2 separate regions of the Hordeum vulgare genome follow, and region 1 is linked to region 2. The links are chromatin contacts, called in public Hi-C maps. All regions are on one chromosome and are shown on one strand. Each heading gives the region's core, a stretch centred on a gene start, on an enhancer-like site or on the middle of the called end of the contact. The rest is flanking DNA. Distances are from core to core; before and after follow the strand shown.

The links. Hi-C and Micro-C count contacts between places; a contact is called where the count stands out from the background.
Region 1: a contact with region 2 is called in a Hi-C map of leaf, with 2.7 times the contacts expected there. The contact joins the promoter of LOC123428015 here to the promoter of LOC123428818 in region 2. A contact is called at or near these places in 2 of 6 Hi-C or Micro-C datasets (leaf and seedling).

What each region holds. Positions count from the first base shown.
Region 1 is chr2H:625,708,457-625,715,558 of MorexV3_pseudomolecules_assembly, reverse strand. LOC123428015 (protein IQ-DOMAIN 32) reads left to right here and starts at 3,063. Exons shown (of 6, transcript XM_045112164.1): 1 at 3,063-3,387; 2 at 4,874-5,452; 3 at 5,547-5,717; 4 at 6,235-6,291; 5 at 6,383-7,102. The coding sequence starts at 3,286.
Region 2 is chr2H:625,558,839-625,565,467 of MorexV3_pseudomolecules_assembly, reverse strand. LOC123428818 (zinc finger CCCH domain-containing protein 30-like) reads right to left here and starts at 3,332. Exons shown (of 6, transcript XM_045112953.1): 1 at 3,191-3,332; 2 at 313-662. The coding sequence starts at 642. LOC123428014 (U11/U12 small nuclear ribonucleoprotein 25 kDa protein-like) reads left to right here and starts at 3,449. Exons shown (of 4, transcript XM_045112163.1): 1 at 3,449-3,836; 2 at 3,942-4,047; 3 at 5,878-5,977; 4 at 6,274-6,629. The coding sequence starts at 3,614. The coding sequence ends at 6,369.

The sequences.
Region 1 (7,102 bases), core at 1,814-4,313, 150 kb before region 2:
GACGGTGTTTATAACGTACTCTTTCTATACCATAATATATAACATTTTAGCAGTTTAATTAAGCTGCTAAAACGTCATATATCGTATATCATGATACGGAGGGAAGTGATAAAGAACTCGAAAATACCGAAAAGGAAAAACCGACGGCTGTGACCCGTAGAGAAAGGAGTTACCTTTCCGAAATTTCATCGTCACGTCCCCGGTCAGAGTCAGAGCTCACCAGTCTTGAGAATAAAATAATCCAACGACCAGCCCAGCAAGAGAGAGAGAGAGAGAGAGTGTACGCTGGCGGTCGCGGAATGGAACGAGACCGGGTCAGTCGGGCAGTGGAGGCGTGGCAGGCAGCTCGTGCGAGAGGGTCAGTGAACAGAACCGCAGTGAGGGCCGGCCGGTGCCCATCTTTCTCCTTTCTCCACCTTTTTCCTGCCCCGGTCCAGCGGCGACTCACGTGAACGGCGCATCAATGGCCCATCGACCACCCACGCAGCAGTAGCAACATACTACAGTAGTAGTCACCGGACCAAGCACTTTCTCGTGCTCGCCCCGGGTCCCCGCCTCCTCGTGCTCCTCGTTCAGCACCCGAACCGTTGCATCTCGCATCCATTTCACCCCAGCTCCCACACCACCGTCGTCGTCGTTTTTCATGCCGCCACCTTATCTCAGACGACCGGCAGATGAATCTGCGACGCGTAGGAGATCACACAACAAACGGAGGAGATGTGCACTGTGAATCCGCGACGTGATGCGAGTAAAAAATGAGTGCTTGCCGTAAGCAGGGCTTCTCAGGTCGGGTGGTGCGTGGCAACAGCGTGTATCGCTCGTGGAGGCCTTTCTCCCATGGCAACGGATCGAGGGAACACCGAGCACTGGCCAGCCGGAAGGAGTAGAACACGTACGTACGTACGTACGTGCATAAGGTCGATCGGGACAGACAGCTCCCGGTCCCAACCACCAGCGTCCGAGGGGGCAAGCGCAGCGACATGATGAGTCGATGACGATGGCCAAATTTCTCGGCACAAGAGATGGCACGGCTAAAATTAGTACCCAACTCCACCCGTGCAGGCACATGTACCTGCTCGCACGACAGCCGCACGGAACAAGACCAAACCGGCGGCATAGAGTTTGAAAATCACGATTGTTCAAATCAAAGTCAAGTCTCAGTCGATGATATATTCGTAAAATCTTATGTAAGGATCGGTAATATTTTTTATATATGTTACGTCGCTTAACTGAGAAATAAGTTAAGCCTTAGTTGCCTGAGATCTAACGACACTCTCTAGAAACCGCAATAACCACCTTTTGAATCGCGAGATGCGTTACAGAGACGGTCACTAATTTATAGAGGCTCCATGGACAAAACGCAAACCTAAATTTTGCATAAACCGAGCCTCCAAAAAATGATGGTTGTGGAATCGGTTTGTCCATAGCAAATGGAGGGCGCCCAGTAGTTTTTTTTTTCCTTTTTCTTTACGTTTGGGATTTATCATTCTCATAAAAAATGGTTACAGATCAATGGTATTGCGTGGGCCCAGCCCCTCCGTTCTCTGCCACTAGATACAGTGATTCTTTCATAAAAAACACAAATTGCACTTACAAAACTAAAATTTTCTTATAGTAAGGGTGAAAAATTTATTGCACCATGACTTTACATTCAAGGAACACATAATAAATTAAACTAATAAATATTAAATTGGTTGCGACGAAGGCGTTTGCGGGACGTATCAGTGCTAGAGGACCCGTCATGGAATATGGTGTTGGTTGCCACAATCTCATGGGAACATACCTCGACGGCCACATCCGAAGCTAGCCACACGCTAGCAACATTGTTGGAGGCCGCGATGGCCAGAAACGGGCCTCAACAACTTCGTCCCATGCCGACCGATCGTTGTCAAAGACGGACACATGGACGCATAATGCGCCCAACCTCCGTCTAACGACCAAGGCGTAGCTGAAGTCGAACTGAAAGGGTAGCATGCCATCCCGTTCCTCCTCCTTCATTGTTGGGGGATGGGGGATGGGGTGGGGCGTGCTTGTGCCTCGCCAATGAGTGAAAGTGGGAGATGGGAGGCGCAAGAAAGGGAATGGATAAGCCGAGAGAGGAGGGCGTCAACCTTTTATAGCCGTTCAGTGGTGGAGGGTGGGAGCAAACCCGGGTTGAGAGTATTCATGGAAGGAAGGAGGGACGCTCTTTCCGGTGAAAGTGTGAGCAGTATGGACGGCTATGCCATATGTTGGGTTAGGGACGAAAAAAAAACATATTGAAACTCTCCTCCGACGCAACTGGTTACATTTTAAAGCCGTTCTATATCAACACCTTCATGTTTTAAATATGGAAGTTTCACAACTGCTCCATATCAACACCTCCATGTTTTAAATATGGAAGTTTCACAACCGCTCCATATCAACGCCCCCCATGTTTCAAATATAGAAGCTCACATGCTTGACTGAAGCAGCTTCTAAAAATTATGCATGTCATGACCAGCACGACGACTCTGATAGACCCTCCTCTAATTTCACACTGATGGTTATCATAACGATCCTAGCGTCATGACACATCTGATAGAATTGCTCCAAGGCTTGTTTTAGGTGTATGCTAATAATTATTTACATATTTTCTCGTACGAGTGGAAAATAACAACTTTAAGCTTTCAACTAAAAAACAATTTTACGCTGTTTCGCTCATTTCTTCATCTAACCTCTCTACAGAGCCTTTCCCTTCCGGCCTAACTCACTAATAAAAACATAAAATATGTACGCCTTGGTTACAACGTATAGACAATTCATCAGTGAAAAATATAACATACGCATGAGAGTAATCATGAATATCTTGGCTGGACGGCTAACATCACTGTCTCGGACGGTATAATTCATCGTCTGTGTTACATTAATTCTAACTGATTATAGACGAAGATGTCAAAAGAAAAGAGCTTTTATTTATCTGCAAAAGAAAGTAGCTCGATTTATAATTTATATTTATAATTATAATTATACAAAAGATAGAAGAGCGAAAGAGAAAGGGCCGCGAGGCGGAACGCCCGGAAATATAAAAACGGCCAACCCAGCGTGCAAGCAGCCGGAAGCAAACAACACAGAAACGCCCAGCAGCAGCTGCTGCTGCACACCCGAGCCGCCCCCCGCACCCCTATCCAGTCCACAAACGCACACTCCCACGCGCAGCCAGCGGAGCAGCGCACTGACTTCACCGCCGCAGCGGCTCACCCGAGGCGGCGCCGGCGGCCGGAGGAGGAGGGGAGGTGAGGAGCGAGCGAGCCACCCGATCCGACCATGACCAAGTCCAAGAACGGCTGCCTCAAGATCCTCTGCGGCGGCGCCGGATCCGACGCCACCGCCGGCTCCGACCCCGAGACCGACGCCCACGCCGACGAGGTCGGTGCCCCTACGCCGAATGCGGCGCCTCCGCGTGCGCCCAGCCCCAGCGTGTGCGCGCGCTGTTCGTCCAAGCTGCTTGCTTTTCCTTTTCCCTTTTTTTTTTCTTCCTCGGTGTGGGTTCGAGCTGGTGCGCTTGTTCTCGGCAGATCTCCGCCCAGCGCGCGGGGCGGAGGCGGGCGTGGGTAGATCCAGGGCTGGTCCGCGGCGGGGGGCCGAAACGGCCACCAATTTGGGGGGGATTCCCCCAGTGATCCCGCGCCGCGCACCACCGGTTCAAATTTCGATTTCAAAACCGGCTGGGTGGTGGTGGCGGAGCTGCTCCAAGTCCCTCCCACCAGCAAGAGCGCACGGTCAAATTGCCACACACACACACGAGTTCACAAATTTCCTCCTTTTTAAACCTTTTTTTCTTTCCATTTTCCGCCGAGTGGCTCTAGTAGCTTAGGAGGTTGCTGTTTGGCGTCGTCTCGATCCCATGCAGGGTGGGATCTGGTGGCCTGGCGCCATGATGCCATGCTACGCGCGAGTGCACGCACTGTGCATGTTGTCTCTTGGCCTGGCGCGCCCGTCCTTCTCCTCCTCCCCATCCCCGGGCTTGGATTTTGCTAGCACCCTTGTCCCCCTGATTTGACATTTTTTGTTCTAATAAACGCTTTTGGCCACTTTCTTTCCCCTGCTGTGAGAATCATGGATTCAGGCGGACATGGCTTTCCTCTGGACCGCAAGTCCGGCCGAGCAGGTCGGCTGGTGAGGATCTTGGATTAAATCCACGTGGTGTTACGGAAAATTCGCGTATCACCGGGAATTCTGCACCCCGTGTGGTGAAATGGGATCTGAACTTTTGAGTTTTCATGTGACAGCCTAGAGGGGCTGTGGTTGTTGTTGAATTATGCATAATGAGCTTTTCCCCCTATTTACAAATTTCACACAGATTTTTCAGTTTAATTTGGATGAGAATAGGGATGAATTGAGGGATGGCTGGTAGTGTTACCACTATCAAACCATAGTTAAGAAGTTTACCAAGAAACGGACACATCAATAAACAAAAGGATACGTTTATAATACTCCCTCCGTCCCAAAATTCTTGTCTTAGATTTGTCTAGATATGAATGTATCTAGTCACATTTTAGTATTTAGCTACATTCATTTATAAATAAACCATAGACAAGAATTTTGAGATGGAGGGAGTAGAAAGCAATTAATGTGTTGCTTCGTTCAAATTTCTGATGGTGACTGAAGAAGAAAGTGATTATGTGTATTTGCCCTTCCATTTTGCGCCCTTTTACCTCCTAGTATCTGAAGTTTACTTCACTAGATGATGCTTCACAAGGTTACTCAATTCCCTGGTGTCACTTCTTATTTTATAATAATGCTCTCTCATTTTTGTCATGTGAAAGTTCTTAACAAGGATTCTATTTCCCTCTTCCTTATCTCGAGTACATGTTTTCACACTAATGGCTGATGCACATCTTGATTTTTCCAGAGCAAGGCCATCTCAGATAAAAGCAGATGGAGCTTTCGAAGGAGGTCTACAAGGCACCGAGTTCTGAAGAATTCTGATATATCCGAGCCTGAAACTCTAAGTTCGAGCAAAGCAAAAGCTGATGTTGCTCCAAGCAACAATGTCTACTCTTCAACATACTCTTATTCCTCAGAGAAGCCCCTGCATCTAGAGAAGCCAGATGAGAAGATTGTGCTTCAAGAGAAGCTAGATGAGAAGTCTGTGCACGAAGAGAAGCCCGATGAAAAGCAGACAGAGGAGACAACTGAAAAGCCAGTAGACCAGATAATTGAAAGGTCAATTGAACAGCCAGATGAAAAGATAACTGAGACACCAAGCAAAGAGCCGGCCGAAAGGATGCCCGAAAAACCAGTTGAAGAGCCAGCTGAAGAGGATGTTGAGAAACTTGATGAAAAGCCAGATGAAAGTATCTCTGTTTCAGCAACTGAGGTGAAGCAGGATGAAACTGCCTCACTTGTTGATAGCAGCATTCCAGATCCCGAGGAAGATCATGTGGAGTCTGCTGCTATTGTCATTCAGTCTGGCATCAGAACGTACAACGTATGTTACAATATTTTTGGCACCTATCATTATGTTCACTACGGAATTTTCCTGTTAAATGTTGGTACAGTACTAAGCGTTTACATGACTGCAGGCAAAGCAAGAACTATCGAATCATAAGGATCTTGTGAAACTGCAAGCTGTGATACGTGGCCATCTAGTTAGGAGGCAGGCTGCAGAATCATTACAATGCTTGCTTGCTATTGTTAAAACTCAAGGGCTTGTCCGGACTCATCAAGCACAACAATCTTCAGGGAGGTTTCAGGTGAGTAAAGAATTCTTATTTACTATATTTTTGTTTATAACATATTATTATCACTCACATTGCTTCTGGGAGGAAACATCATGGCATCAATATTACTCAATAGAATTTAATTTTACGTGTTTCGATCAAACCTCATATTGTTTATAGATACAAGATTTGTTAGATTGACTCCGAGAAACTTTTTTCTATCTGTCAGCAGAACGAGACATAAAAAAAATCAAGCTTTCAGATTTTATATGAAATTTTTGTAAGTCTTTTTAGCTAGCAACCAGGTCTGTCTATATTTTGCTTGTGTCTTGAAATCTAAACTTTCCATCCGAGATGTGATATCCGTCCACTTGTGAAATTCTATGCACTGCATAATCATTACTTTCCGTGTTGATTCTGTCCCTCTTTGCGAAATGTGCAAGATGATCCTAATCTTTTGCGTTATTACGCTGAGCAGCACCCTTGGATAGGCAATTTTTCTGACCATGTTTTGCTTATTAATAATGAACTTCTGTTTTTTTTTTTACAGGATACTTTGGTCCGTTCTTCAAGTGAGAAGTTGCTTCACAATGGATTTGCTCTCAAGGTGAGACAAAATAACTATTACCACTACTGGTGCCATCTCACTATCTCTAGTTTGGATTTCCTCATGCTCACACCGTGTTATTTTCTGCCAGCTCATGGACAGCATGTCAACTTCCAAATCCATGAACATAAGATGTGATGCTTCTGAAACTGATGCTACCTGGAAATGGATGGAGAGGTGGACAACTCTGATTCTGCCAACCACTGAAGGCCACTTGCTTGAAAATGCAGAAAATAGTGGGCTGGTGGTTGAAAAGATGGAAGAAGATGCTCAGCATGAAGAAAAGGCTGTCCCTTTGGACTCAGACATTTCTTTCCCCAAGTTAGCGCCTGATGATGTGGAAGAGACACTAAGGCCATCTGATTCTAGTGCCTTTGTGGAAGAGACACTAAGGTCATCTGATTCTAGTGGACTAGAGGCTCCTGACCGTGACCCAGAGGAAACCTCTTTGTTGGAAATCAAATGTGATTCTGCACCAGAGTTGATCGAAAAGGTCGATGATGATGCCGAACAGTTGACTGATTCAAAAACAGAGAATGTCGTGGAGCAGTCTTTCGACTTCTCTGGTCAGCAATCTACCCAAACTAATCCATCAAGGGAACCCAGTCCTGTTCCTGAAAAATCTGAATACCCCAGTGAGGATGTTATGGGTAATCTTGAGCAGTCACCGGAGATGGAAGCTAGAAGTGCAGCAAGAAAGGCCTGCAATCCAGCATTTGCTGCTGCACAGATGAAATTCGAAGAGCTGACTTCAGCAGTCAGTAGGTCCAACAGTTCATCTTTTCTGGATGCACCAAGCAAACCGAAGGTG
Region 2 (6,629 bases), core at 2,083-4,582:
CAGATAACAACCATGTCACGTCGCTGCAACTTGCAACGGCCAAGACAATGACACGGCGCACAAAGCCAGTCATCTCAATCCACATTCCAAGTCAGCAACAGTCACGGCGCATGTCACTGCACAAGCAGTTGAGGGTCCAGCTAGGCTCGCTTAAGACCATACATCAGATACAGTTATTACAGATCAGATCATCACCACGGATGTATTCTCCCATCAATCAGGTACCAAACCATAGCAATACATTCGGCAAACCTGCTCTTGGTATCATCAACTCAAGTGCCAGCATGCCACAGCAGCACAAAATAATGCCTACCTCTTCTTGAAACCATACTTCTTGCGCTCGTAGAAGAGGTCCGTCTTGGCGCTCCCCAGGTTCACGATCTTGGGGCACCCGTCCCGGTCCTTCTCCTGCTGCGTGCACTCCTTGCAGTAGTAGGCATCCGAGATGCCCACCCCTCCGCAGATGACACACCTCCCCTGGAAAGAGCCGTAGTTGCACTCGTCGCAGACACGGACAAGGGTGCAGGGGCGCACGTACGAGTCGCAGATGACGCACTTGCCGTCGCACTTCTCACACAGGCGGCCGATGGCAATGCCGGGCTGCTTCCGGCACATGATGAGATCGGGGTGATGCTTCGCCATGGCTGTCGGATGCTGCTAACCTGTGAAAACCAGGAGCGCGTTACTTGTCAGAATATAGTCATCTTAGGATGTCAGCAAAAGAAATAAAATGGTGAGGCGTCCCTAAGAAAAACGAAAGTGCCAATTCAGTTGACTGCAGCACTGCATGTGGCATCTCAATAAGCAAACTGCTAATGGTTGCACTCGCAACAGAAATAAAGTGGTGAAGCATCGCAACAAAAAGCAAATTGTTAATTTACAGGAAATTTGGATGTAGCATCGCAAGGAGAAGCAAATTGCTAATGCACTTTATTTGTTGAACTTGCAACCAGTGGCAACTTAGCTGTCCCCCACTCCACCTCCCGGCATAGAAACAAACAAGATACTATTCCTAAATCCTAACGATGAAATTATTTTTACAACTAGTAATTCATCATGCTCTAATGTTCTACATCATCAAGGTGAAATAAACGACACAAGAACAGATTGCCCTTCAGGAAAAGGAAGTATACCACTAGAATTCATATAACCAACATTGACAAAAATACAGTACGAGTTAAAATTCAACCCCATCGTTCCAATTTCTTCATTTGCTGTCATCAGCGTCCCTTCAAACACATTTCCATAGGACAATTAACACATATACAGTGGTATGGTGCAAATTCCACCCAGTTTTTCCAATATATTCTTTTAATGCCATTAGAGTGCCATCAAAAAAATTTAAAAAAACATTCCATCATAAAAGCACACAGACATTTAGGCATATGTTTCTTGCTTTCTACAGAAGCCACATCATAGCAGACATTTTCAGCAACTGCGGTGGAGCTAGAAATGTATGACAGCAGGTGAACTAAAAACCCTGAATACCACCCCACAATACACCCCCACCCCCCCTCCCGGCACAGAAATAAACAAGAAAACATTCCTAAGATTGAAATTATTTTAGAACTAGGAATTCATCAAGCTCTACATTATCAAGGTGAAATAATTCACACAAACAGATTGCCCTTAAAGAATGGGAAGTATACCACTATAATTTGTAATCAACATTGACAAAACCACAGTATAATTTCAAATTTGACCCCATCATGTATTCATTTACTGTCATCGGGGTCCCTCCAGACAAATTTCCATTGGACAACAGACAAAGATACAGTGGGCATGGTTGCAAATTCCAGCCACCCTTTTCAATATAGTCATTTAATGTCATTAGAGCCCCATCAAACATAAAAACTATTCCATCATAAAGGCACACAGACATGTAGGCATATGTTGCCTGCATTCCACGGAAGCCACTGAAGTCACATCATAGCACACATTTTCACCAACTTGATGTTGGAAGCTAGAAATGTATGACAGCAGGAGAACTCTAAACCCGGAATACCACCCCACAATACACCGATCAGAGGTTATAAATCTTAGATATACAAAATTTGATGTTGGAAGCTGATCCAAAACATTTCCAACCAAATCAGTTACCTAGTTATGCGAAGTTTCTGGTTGGAGTCTTTAAGTAAGGGGTGAAAACTATACTATCACAAAACACAACTAATAGGGTGCCCCAACCACAACTATACCCATATGAAAACAGAATGAACAGTGCCCCTGCCACAACTATATCCAATATAATTAAAACTGAATGCAGATTTGAAAGCTTTCAAAGACAACCGAATGTTGTAAAGACTAAAGAAGTAAAGAACACGAATTCAAAGTGACAATGTTATCAATTTGATAGGCACACCATCCTATGGCTTTAACAGCATAATTCCAGTACAACAAATTTTACATATCATGAGCATGGCATTACTTCCCGTTGACGATATGAAAATTAACAACATACTCCCTCCGTCCGGAAATACTTGTCTTAAAAGTAGATGTATCTAGACTTATTTTAGTTATAGATACATCCATTTTATACATTTCTAGGACAAGTATTTCCGGACGGAGGGAGTACAATTGTTTTAGGTACACTACCTATAGCATAAATACAGCATACATATAGGAGTTACCAGCGTATATTATTAATTACTTCGCTGATTGCTACTTCAGTTCCCACAAAATAAATCTTATAGCATGAGCTCCAGCCTTCAAGGTCACTCGAGACAGTAAAATGTGAGTATACAAACCAAATTAGCATATGTTTCAGTTCCATCCTCCAAGATCACTAGCCAACATAACATAATTGATAATTGTATTAGTGTACTAGATGATGGAGTACCAATTATAGGCCCCTACATATCTGGCTAGCGAAACCGAAGTTACAGATCACACCACTAATTGCTTGTGGCCGTGTTTCAAGCTGCGGTCATCCAAACCATTCGAAGCTTAGTGAATCTAGAAGAACAGGAACCCTACTCGCCGGTGCTTAGAGGGCTACGATTGGTGCAGAAGGACACGCCCCACCCCCAAGCTGCGGCGGCTGAACTACGGGGCAGCGCGAGGAACATGGACAAGCGTCCGAGGAGAAATCGCCGTTGCGGAGCAGAAAACCTAGGGGATACATACGCTTCGAGTGGCGGAACGGGACCGTACATCACAAGAGAAGCTCTAGGGTCCGGTCTGCACGCACCTTCCGAATGACGAGCTCGCCGCGGCGGCGCTTGCTCCTGGCTCCTTGGCTTCCCGCGGGCGACGCGCCGAGACCCCGAGACGACGTCGACGAGGCGGGCGGAATGTATTCTGGCGGCGGCGGCGGCCGATGCGGCTAGAAGCTTGCAGATAAAAGACGAAGAGGTGTGCTGCGATGGGGATCGCCGTCCAAATCGCCCGGCTGCCCGATCGGACGGCTACCAGAGGCCGATGCGGTTCACCATATTCTGCTCGACTGGGGCTGGGTCCCACTTGTCGGCCTCTCAACACCTTCGACCCCCCCTCCTGACCCCTTCTCCAGCGCCACCGTCGCCCCCGCCGCCGCCGCCGTTGAGCACCCGCTGCCGCAGAGGTCTGCACCGCCTCCCGAGCCAATCTCGCTCGCGCTCTACGGGGAGAGGCGATGGATTCGGCAGGACCCTCGAAGCCCGAGGAGGTGGCCGCTTACCAGAGCAGCGAGGCCAAGCAGGCGAGGCTGCAGTCCATGCTCGCGGCGCTCCTCGACGACCCCATACTCGCCGACGTCCCGAGGAAGCCCTCGCTGGCGGACGTGGACACGCTCATCAACCTCGAGCTCGGCAGCGCCATGAGGGTGACCGTCGTCAAGCTGGACAACACCTCGTTCGGTATATGGCCCTCTTCCAACCCCCACATTTCTGTCTAAATCTTTCACCATGCGCTTATCCCCATCTCAATTCGTGTTCTGCATATTTTTCATTGTGGTGATGAAGATGTCGCGGTGTTGAACACTGCTACGCTCAAGGATTTGAAGCTGGCTGTCAGGAAGAAAATAACTGAGATAGAGCAGGGCCAGATGGGCCATCGTCACATCTCATGGTAAGGAATAGGATCTTTTCCTAAATCAATGGAATGCCTCGAATTGATTTCTTCCGTGGATGATGGCTTCTGACAGTCATGGCATCAACTTGATTCATGCTAACACAGGTTGATCTAGTTACTTGACGTTCTTCAATATATTCTGAATTTGCACTGAGCTTGACCTGTTTGGTCTCTAATAGCTGAATGTGTTACATAAGGCTAGTCAAACCAACTTCAATCAGGCTTTCTGTATTAGTGTCTTTCTGTTGAAACTTGAAGGAAAATATAATGTTCGAATTGGGATCTCTGTATTAGTGTGTTTCGGTTGAAACTGGAAAATATATCTTCCCAAACTTGACTTCTAGAAGTAGTTTTAGCTCAAACTGCTCAGCGAATTTGCCTTACGATTATTTCAGAATGTGCAAGCCTGCTATTTCTACACTGTTTATTTACCTCCAAAAAATCAAGAACCTTCTAAATTCTAATTTGAGACCCTATTTTCTTAATTCGAAGCTTCTGCTATGTTGTTATAAGCCTGTCTAGGAGATTACATTCTTCTTCAGTCGAATATGATGATAACACTCTTTGATATTTAATGTCTCCTACAGTGGGCACTCAGTCACTGAAGATCTACCAAAAGGTACTAGTTTAGATAGGCATCATGATCTGAATAAGATGAAGGTCACAAGATCTACAGTATTCACTTGGATTCTGAAATAGCTCGAGACGCTGAGAATCCAAGCTGAAGCTTATTTTGTTTTTTAGCTTGATATTTGCACTGAACTTGACCTGTTTGGTATTGACTAGCATGTGTGTACACAAGGTTAGTCAAACCCATTTGAATTAAGGTCCCTATCATAACTAATCTATTTCAGTTCAAACTATGGAGGATATAATGTTCAAAGATTGTCTTCTTAAAAGTAGTTTGAGCTCAGCATATAAAGAAATTGCTCTCTAAGATGTTTAATGGCATTGTAAACTCTAAAATATGAACCCCATTCCTTAACTCCATGAAGATTCAGCCATGTGGTTGTAGTTTGTCTAGGACAGTACAACATTTGCTGTCTGATATCACAGTAGTACTCGCCGCAAAGAGGTCTTGGCGTCAGTATTTGTTACCACTGTCAGAAAGTGTTGTGCCTACTTGTCAGACAAAAGCTACTATGTAGTATGAAGATCGCAAGTGCTTTATGATAAACTATAGAATTGGGAAGCCTCGACTATTTTATTTCTGTACAGAATGAACATTACTAGATGTTGAAAACAATTTACAACTCCATAATTAATATGGTTGGGCATCTGCCAACTATTAAGTAAAGCCCATATACAGGTTCAGATGTACAGATGTAAAACTAGTTAGAGATCCTACTTTACTGTTCTTAGCTAGGCTTGATAATATAGCTTCAATTATATAATACTCCCTCCGTCCGGAATTACTTGTCTGAGATTTTTCTGGACACATTTTAGTGTTATATACATTCGTATCTAGACAAATCTAAGACGAGTAATTTGGGACGGAGGTAATAGCTGTCAGGTTTGTATTGAAGTTCCTGAAAGTGCCTTCTTGGTATCCATCTCTTCCTGAATTATGGAGTTCAAAGGCATAATGATTTATGTGGTTCTCGGCACTAGTTGCATATGTAAAGTACCTGTGGAATGCTTTCTTGCTGTATTTGATCATTTAGCTCCATTATTTTAGCCGGAAATATCCATGTTTTCATCCATTTTTCTATTAAAAACCAACATACTTTTTTGTGGCATCTATCAACCATTTCTTTTTCAATATTTCCATTTGTTAAGGATACCGAGAATTTCTAAACTCGCTTTAAGTATTTATGTTTGTCCCAGGAAGCATATTTGGGAGAACTACTGCCTGACACATCAAAGTGAGAAGTTGATAGATGACAATTCTGCACTTTCTTCTTATGACATTCGTAATAACTCCAAGGTGTGGTTCCTTCTGTTAGAGAATAACATAATTTTCTCCATTTCGATTTTTCGGAACTTTTTGGTGTGCATAGCAGCATATGAAACCTCTTTGGGGAACAACCCATCTCTTTATGGACATTTACCTTTTTGGATGGAACAAAAATGCATATACTTCTTTCTTAAGATGGCCTAGTGGAATCTGCATTACCAAATAAGATAGTTTGACCTCAAATGCATCCACTTACAGAGATAGTGTTACTAGATATGTCAGGTATCAACTAAAGATGTATGAAGTGAATAAAGTTTTGTGACTAGGTTTGTTTCTCACCACACGTCATGTCGAGAGTACATCAGAAGCATTCCAGGAGAAGAAAACACCGTTTCTTCCACGGTCTTAGCAGGAAGATGTGATCCCTAATCAGGACAAGCCGTTGCTACCAGTGGAGAGTGATCATTTTCAAAACGAAGAACGCCCCAAGTTTTAGCTGCGGCGGATATATTTCAAGGAAGCAATCCACTAATTCGTCGATGCATGGAGTTGCAGAAGATCGTGTATGCTTGGGAAGAGCACTACGTGTGTAGTGCACGTGAGCTAATCTGTGTTCTAAGTAGTAATATGGAAGCTACCGATCTGATCATGTAATTCGGCAGTGGAAGTGCACTCCACAATA